Regions from separate parts of the Mus musculus genome. Here region 2 is linked to region 1. Evidence: chromatin contacts called from public Hi-C data. All regions are on one chromosome and are shown on one strand. The core of a region is the stretch at or near the end of the contact, and the rest is flanking DNA. Distances in the headings are between cores, read along the strand shown.

Evidence for each region. A called contact is a pair of places that touch in the nucleus more often than the background predicts.
Region 2: a contact with region 1 is called in a Hi-C map of cerebral cortex, with 3 times the contacts expected there. The contact joins two enhancer-like sites. A contact is called at or near these places in 4 of 484 Hi-C or Micro-C datasets (the HL-1 cell line, cerebellum, cerebral cortex and 1 more) and 1 of 115 datasets of contacts at active chromatin or transcription factors (embryonic basal ganglia).

What each region holds. Positions count from the first base shown.
Region 1 is chr6:31,936,817-31,940,549 of GRCm38.p6, forward strand. No RefSeq gene overlaps it. Among named protein-coding and RNA genes, the nearest start is that of Gm31894, 79 kb to the right of the region's middle. Within about 2 kb of position 1,630, at least 46 of the 459 cell types and tissues checked have an H3K27ac peak or open chromatin away from gene starts, as enhancers often do. A contact at or near this core is called in cerebral cortex, where this site is marked.
Region 2 is chr6:32,737,420-32,741,152 of GRCm38.p6, forward strand. No RefSeq gene overlaps it. Among named protein-coding and RNA genes, the nearest start is that of Gm32007, 82 kb to the left of the region's middle. Within about 2 kb of position 2,117, at least 11 of the 459 cell types and tissues checked have an H3K27ac peak or open chromatin away from gene starts, as enhancers often do. A contact at or near this core is called in cerebral cortex, where this site is marked.

The sequences.
Region 1 (3,733 bases), core at 380-2,879:
GAAGTCTCTACCATTTGATCTTTATGTTGCTGCTCAGGCGTCTCAGCGGTTACAAATAGCCCAGCCCTCTGCGTGCTGACGGCAGCAATGGGACATTACAGTAATGTACCCATTCAAACAGAGTGGATGCCAAGATTGCTACAGCAGCTTTTAGCCACGGAACATTTAGCCTTCAGTAATAGCATTCTGGGTCCCTCTGGAAGCTTCCTCGCAGATGCACCTGGGATATCCCCGCCCCACCACAGCTCTGGGACCGAAGAAGGGACAAAGAAGAGTTCTCATTTCTGTTGAGGAAACACATTCAAATAAGGGAGCCTCATGCAGAAAATAGGAAAGGGATCGCTGACGAATGCCATGATCATATGATAATGTACGCGCATCCTCCACACCGATCACGGGCGAGGTCTCCTTAACGGCTGTGTTGTCACTGAGACCAGGAGACAGAGCAGCTGTCGGGAGACACACATGGTAGCGCTCTGCCTTACAGCACTACACCCCCAAGCCCATGACCTTGACCTTTTAGACAAGGAAAGTCATTTCAGGGCTGGCCTCGGGAAATGCTAGACTCAGAGGAAGCTGGCCTGTCCTTGGCCTCCCAGGCTCCAATCTCAAGGCTCCTATGCTGTTCTGGGATCTCTACTCTGTGCCCTCCTGTCTTCCTGAGCACCAGTCCTCAGGAGCCCGCAGAATTTACACAGCAGGCCTTGCCTACTAATAGGAGCTCAGTAAATCGCCAAGGCTGCAATAGAATTACCAGAGGCCTTGCTCTGTGGTCACCCATGTGGAGAAATGGAGCAAGACAGTGTCCTATCTCTGTAACCCCTTTACCTCACTACTGCTCACAAAACAGGGAAGAAAACTGATAAGGGTCGGGGGCCTGAATCGGATCTCTCCACCCTGGCTTGCCAAAACTGCACCATCTGTTACCTAAGGGAATTCCCTAGGACTCAGAAGACCCATTCTACAGATGAGGAGAGCGAGGCACAGAAAGGTCCAACACGAGTAGGAAGTGACAGCCATGGAGCTGTATCCCAGCGTTCTAGTCCTTCATCCTATCTACTGTAGCTTTGATCTGTGCTCAAAGTTGCCAAGGTGAATATTTATAAACTCTCAGAACTCAAGAGGTTGTGGAGTAAGTAGGCTCCCCCTACCCCCAAATCACTACACAGCTTGCTTTGAAATCAAACTAGAAAATACCTGGGGAGCACAAAGCGGGTAAATGGGGAATGGGCAGGACCTTGAACTTTGCTCGAAGGTCCACATAGAAGAACTCAGGCAGCTTTTCTCCTCCCAGATTCCACTTTGGGTCTCACTTTTATTGGTCTTTTCTTTAGTTATGTGTTGTTGTTGTTGTTGTTGTTGTTGTTGTTGTTGTTGTTGTTGTTGTTGTTGTTGTTGTTGTTGGTGGTGGTGGTGGTGGTGGTGGTGGTGGTGGTGGTGGTGGTGGCTGCAACCCTCTTGATTTGGTGAGACTTAGCTGCTGCGTTCATGCGGTTTAGTCCGAATCCGTAATTCATCATGCGAACAGCAGAGGGCGCTCGTGTCCTTGGAGAACGAATTGGGTTTCCCACCGCCCCGTTCTCATTCATCCGCGAGGTCTTTACTTCTTTGCTACTGGTGCAGGCTAGGGTGGAGCAATGCTTAAGAGAGAGGGCTTCCGAGCCTGCCAGCTGCAGATCCTGGCACATCTGTGTGTGTGCCTTCCTCATCTGTTCTGCCTTTAAGGAAGCAGAGTGGCTTGGGGAAGAAAACGGAGAAGAGGGGGCGGGGCTTCAGAGCGTACTGACCACATCGGTGAGTCGCTCAGGATTAGCATTTCATCTGAGCACAGGTCAGACTGTTCCCAGAGGAGCAGAGAAGCATCAATTCCTAATAGGGTGGGAGTGGGGTGGAGGGGCAGGGTTTATAAACTTGGCGATCTCTCCATGTTTCTTTGGGCAGGTCACCAAGCCCTTGTGTGTCAAGTTTCTGAATATGAAGCGGAGATTATTTAAAAATTGATCATCTCTAAAGTCCCTTCCAGGGCTCAAGCCTGGGTTTGTACCTTTCTCTCAGTTCTTTCGTAGAGCATACTGGCCTCAGCCCTCTGGCATGCCAGAGCCATGTCTGGGGGACTCAGGGGACTAGGTTGACTGACAGGCAGACCGTCCCATTCCAATCCCTGCTGCTGCCTTCTTTCTGCTCCTTGAGGAGGAAGGCTACCTGGTCACCATGTCCTTGAGACAGTTAGTGTGAGCATCACCTGCAGATGCTGCGACCATCTCCTTGAACAGCCATGCTCATCAGCAACACTACACCGCAGCTCTGACCTGAGTGGGAGGAAGGTTTCCTGCACTGAAGACAAGGTGGTGTGATAGGATGGGGGAAACCAAGCTGTGGTCTTGGCTCTGCAAGGACCTCTCTGGGCACATAGGAGAAAAAATCCTTTGTGTCTTTGAGCCTCAGTATGCCCATCCACAGAATGGGTGGCTGGCATTGGTTTCTAGGCCTTTCTGCTTTAAGGACTGCAGCTCTGAATTCTTGTCAAGCATACTTCTCTATCTGACTCTGTGGAGAAGCAGGAGGAAGGGGACTATTTCTGGAAGATACCAGAGAGGGAAGAGAGAAAAGGAAGATAAGGGGAACCCTTAGAAACATGTACCTCCCTGTCTTAGTCAGGGTTTCTATTCCTGCACAAACATCATGACCAAGAAGCAAGTTGGGGAGGAAAGGATTTATTCAGCTTACACTTCCACATTGCTGTTCATCACCAAGGAAGTCAGGACTGGAACTCAAGCAGGTCAGGAAGCAGGAGCTGATGCCGAGGCCATGGAGGGATATTCCTTACTGGCTTGCTTCCCCTGGCTTGCTCAGCCTGCTCTCTTATAGAACTCAAGACTACCAGCCCAGGGATGGTCCCACCCACAAGGGGACTGCCCCACTTGATCACTAATTGAGAAAATGCCTTACAGCTGAATCTCACGAAGACATTTCCTCAAGGGAGGCTCCTTTCTCTGTGATAACTCCAGCTGTGTCAAGTTGACACACAAACCAGCCAGTACACTTCCCGACCTGCAGGGGGTCTTGGTGAGTTAGGGGCATTTTGGCAGCCCTCTGGTCCCCTGTCTGTTCATGTAGACAGACCATAGATATTTGAGACACCCAGAGACTGGGTGTCTCAATAGGGCACAAGAGGAGGCACAGCTGTATGCGTGTGTACCTGTGATGCAAGATATACTTGTAATAAAATGCAAGCACACTTTGCACAGGTGAGCATCGTCAGTAAACACCGGCCCAGCATCCTTCTCCTCCCCACTCCCTCAACAGACCCACACATAAACTCAAGCACCCCTCCAACTATCACATTGATCCCTAAGGCAAAGAACCATTTACTTGAGGAAGCATGTCTTACAAGATATTAATAAAAGATGTGCCACATTTTAACTTTAAAAAAAAAAAAAAAAAAAAAAAAAAAAAAAAAAACCTCTGGAGCACAGAGAGGAGGATGGCGGGAGACAGAAAAGTCAGGCCTAACTGAAAAGTACTTCCCACACCCAAGCCTTCTTGTAAGCACTAGACTTTAGGACACATCAACCAGATTTTCCAATTCATTGAAAGCACTTGCCAGCTGCTGCCGAGAAACTCCATTGATTGTGTACCGAGCTTGCTCTGACAGGCCCCCAGGAAGGAGGTCCCTGTGAGAGCTCACCATGAACACCAAGCTGGAGTACAGGGCAGTGGGTGAGATCTGGGG
Region 2 (3,733 bases), core at 867-3,366, 800 kb after region 1:
ACTAACTCAGGTGTGGAAAACAGCCTTGGTGAGAAGACATGTGTTTCTTCACCCTCCATCCCTGGCCAAGACTGAGAAAGAGAGTCAGAACATGCAGAGCTGAGTAAGAACATCACGTCCTACAACACACAAAACAAATGTTTCCAATAAAGGACCTTTCTTGACACAGCCATCAGGGAGATCTCCCTGACTATTGCCAGGATGTAGAGTCGGTAGCTAGAATCTTCATTTGAGAGTCAAACTCAAACAAAAAAGAAAAAATGGCAAAAGCAATCCTATACAATAAAAAAATTTCTGGAAGTATCACCATCCCTGATTTCAAGATATACTACAGAGCAATATTAATAAAAAACTGATTGGTGTTGGCATAAAAACAGACAGGTTGATCAATGGAGTTAAATCGACAACCCAGAAATAAACCACCACACCTAAGGACACTTTATTATTGACAAAGACGCCAAAACCATACAACAGAAAAAAAAAAAAAAAAAAAGAAAGCATCTTCAATAAATGATGCTGGTCTAACTGGAGGTCTGCATGTAGAAGAATGCAATAGATCTATAGTTTTCACCTTGTACAAAACTCAAGTCCAAGTAAATCAAAGATCTCAACATAAAGTCAGACAAACTAAATCTAATGAAAGAGAAAGATGGGGTCAGCCTTGAATACATCGGCACAAGAGACAACTTTCTGATTAGAATACTAATAGCTCAAACACAAAGATCAACAATTGTTAAATAAGATCTCATGAAACTAAAAATCTTTTGCAACTAAGGACACCATCAATAGGATAAAACAGCAGCCTACACAATAGGAAAAGTTCTTCACCAACCCTACCTCTGACAGAAGACTAATATCCAAAAAGAACTCAAGGAATTAGACACCAACAAATGACTGGCCCAACTTGAGACCCATCCCACGGGAGAGAGCCAACCCCTGACACTACGAATGATACTCTGCTATGCTTGCAGACAGGAGTCTAGCATAACAGCCCATGGGGGCTCACAGAGACTGAACCACCAACCAAAAAGCATGCATGGGCTGGACCTAGGTCCCCTGGACATATGTAGCAGATGTGTAGCTTGGTCTACATGTGAGTCCCCCAACAATGGGAGCAGAGGCTGTCTCTGACTCTGTTGACTGCCTTTGGATCCCTTCCCCTAGCTGGGCTGCCTTGTCTGACCTCAGAGGGAGAGGATGCACTTGGGCAGGCTGGTACTCATGGGAGGCTTCACCTTCACTGAAGAGAAAGGAAGGGGTAATAGCTAGAGGTGCTTGTGAGGAAGCGACTGGGAGGAGAGGAGGGAGGGGACTTTGATTGGGTTGTAGTATGAATAAAGAAATAAATTAATGAAAAAAAAGAGGACATTGATGAATGTAGCTCTTTCAAAAACTGAATTTTCTGCGCATCCCCATATCTCTAAGGTACACCTCTGCAGCTTCTCTAAGGGGTGGGGCTTCTGTAGAAGCTGAAGCTGACTATGCAGAAGAGGAAAGAGAACCCTAGGACAGGCTGCCAAGGGAAACCAGAGTGAGACCATTCTGCAGAGATGTTATTGTCTTTCTCTGACACACACAGCAGAGAGTCTGTCCCTGACAAGTCAGGATTCCCTGTGTTCTGCAGGCACAGACATGGTGCCTTGGGATTTCTAACTCCTTAATTTTATGTTGCGTAGGATATAAGCAGGATGCACCAAGTACTTGATGCAACATGGTGGGAGGAGCATCCTGCTGACATCTGTTCCTCTCTGGGCCTCAGTTTCTCTATACGAACAATACCACATCTGTCACAATAGAAATCTCACACGCCCAACTGCTTTAGAGAGTGCACTGCTGCCACCTCACTAAGAACAGGCATCCCTTCTTCTGTTTCTTTTACATCACTGACACCCATATCACTGTAGACTTGAAAGCAGGAGACGCCTCTGTACACAGCAGGAACCCAATAGAAACGTGTGACTGGGTACCAGCATATGTCTAGTGCTATTAGTGGTGGGGTGGTAACTACTTTCCAATACTGGTAAAAAAAAAAAAAAATCCATGAGTCATTCATCTGGCAGCATCTTGCTCCAAGGAACCTGCTCCCACCCTTCCTCCATGCTCAGACGCAGATGCGGCACCTTCTGTGGGGGAGGAGAGTCTCCTCCCAGGCACACGTCACCCTCTGGGCCTGCCAGAAGCACTTGTTATACTCTGCCAGAAGACAAGATGCCCACAATCACCATGTTACTCCTGACGCGTATGAGCAGCACCATCCTGCTTACATGTACCCATGCTGGCTGATGGAAAAATCACACTACCAGGAGATCACCACCACCCTTACACCTTCCTACAGTTCCGAGAACTTTTTCTTCTGTCTTGCATCTGCAGAAATTCTCACTCCCACTGAAACTCCATGGGACAGATCTTCCACAGAGCCAGCTGTTACCTCCAGAGGCAGAGGTTACACAAGGACCCCTTCACTCAGGAATTTTTAACTGTCTAAACCGCATTGGTGATGGTAAAATCCCATTGTCAACTTGACTGGATTTCGAATCACTATGGAAACACACCTCTGGGTGTGTCTCTGGGAATGTTTCCAGAAAGCGTTAACTAAAGAGGGAACACTCACCCTAAATGTGAGCACTGCCTTATTATTAAATGGAAGAAAGAAACAGATCAGAAGCAAGCCTGGAGCCAGAGCTAGGAATAGGCAAAAGCCTTGTCCTAGAGGCCCACATTCAAACATGTGCCTGGGGGCACTTCAGATGTAAACCCTAACGGTGGTCCTAGAGAATCTCCCTTGGATGAAGCCAGAGATGCCCCTAAGAGTGAGACCATGATTGACGTACCCAGAGGGTAAAGTGTGGATCCTAAGGGTGGGCAAGAGATGAAGAAAGGGGGATTGACTCTGCCAAAAATACCCAAGAAAAATATAATCAGTAGCCTTTTGTCCATGGCCAACCTACGTGTCATCCTTCTTCCAACCTTGCCCAAGGGGTCGGAGTTTCCTGGCCTGTCCACTCTCATCTCTTAAAAACCCTACCTTTTCCAACTAGAGACTGCTCTCTGGGACATAAAAAGAATACACAGACTTATTCAGAAACAGAGAAACACAAATGAGGACTTCTCTGAGAATCTGCTTATCACCATCAAGTTAAAAAAGTTGAGACAAGCCCCTTCCGCTCCAAGCGAGCCCTGGGCTACCTTGCCAGCAGAGTCTTGCCCAACACCCGCAAGGGCCCACACAGGATTCCCCACGGGATCCTAAGACCTCTGGTGAGTGGAACACAGCGCCTGCCCCAATCAAATCGCGCGGAACCTGAGACTGCGGTACATAGGGAAGCAGGCTACCCGGGCCTGATCTGGGGCACAAGCCCCTTCCGCTCCACTCGAGCCCCGGGCTACCTTGCCAGCGGAGTCGCCTGACACCCGCAAGGGCCCACACAGGATTCCCCACGGGATCCTAAGACCTCTAGTGAGTGGAACACAACTTCTGCCAGGAGTCTGGTTCAAACACCAGATATCTGGGTACCTTCCCTGCAAGAAGAGAGCTTGCCTGCAGAGAATACTCTGCCCACTGAAACTAAGGAGAGTGCTACCCTCCAGGTCTGCTTATAGAGGCTAACAGAGTCACCTGAAGAACAAGCTCTTAACAGTGACAACTATAACAGCTATCTTCAGAGATTACCAGATGGCGAAAGGCAAACGTAAGAATCCTACTAACAGAAATCAAGACCACTCACCATCATCA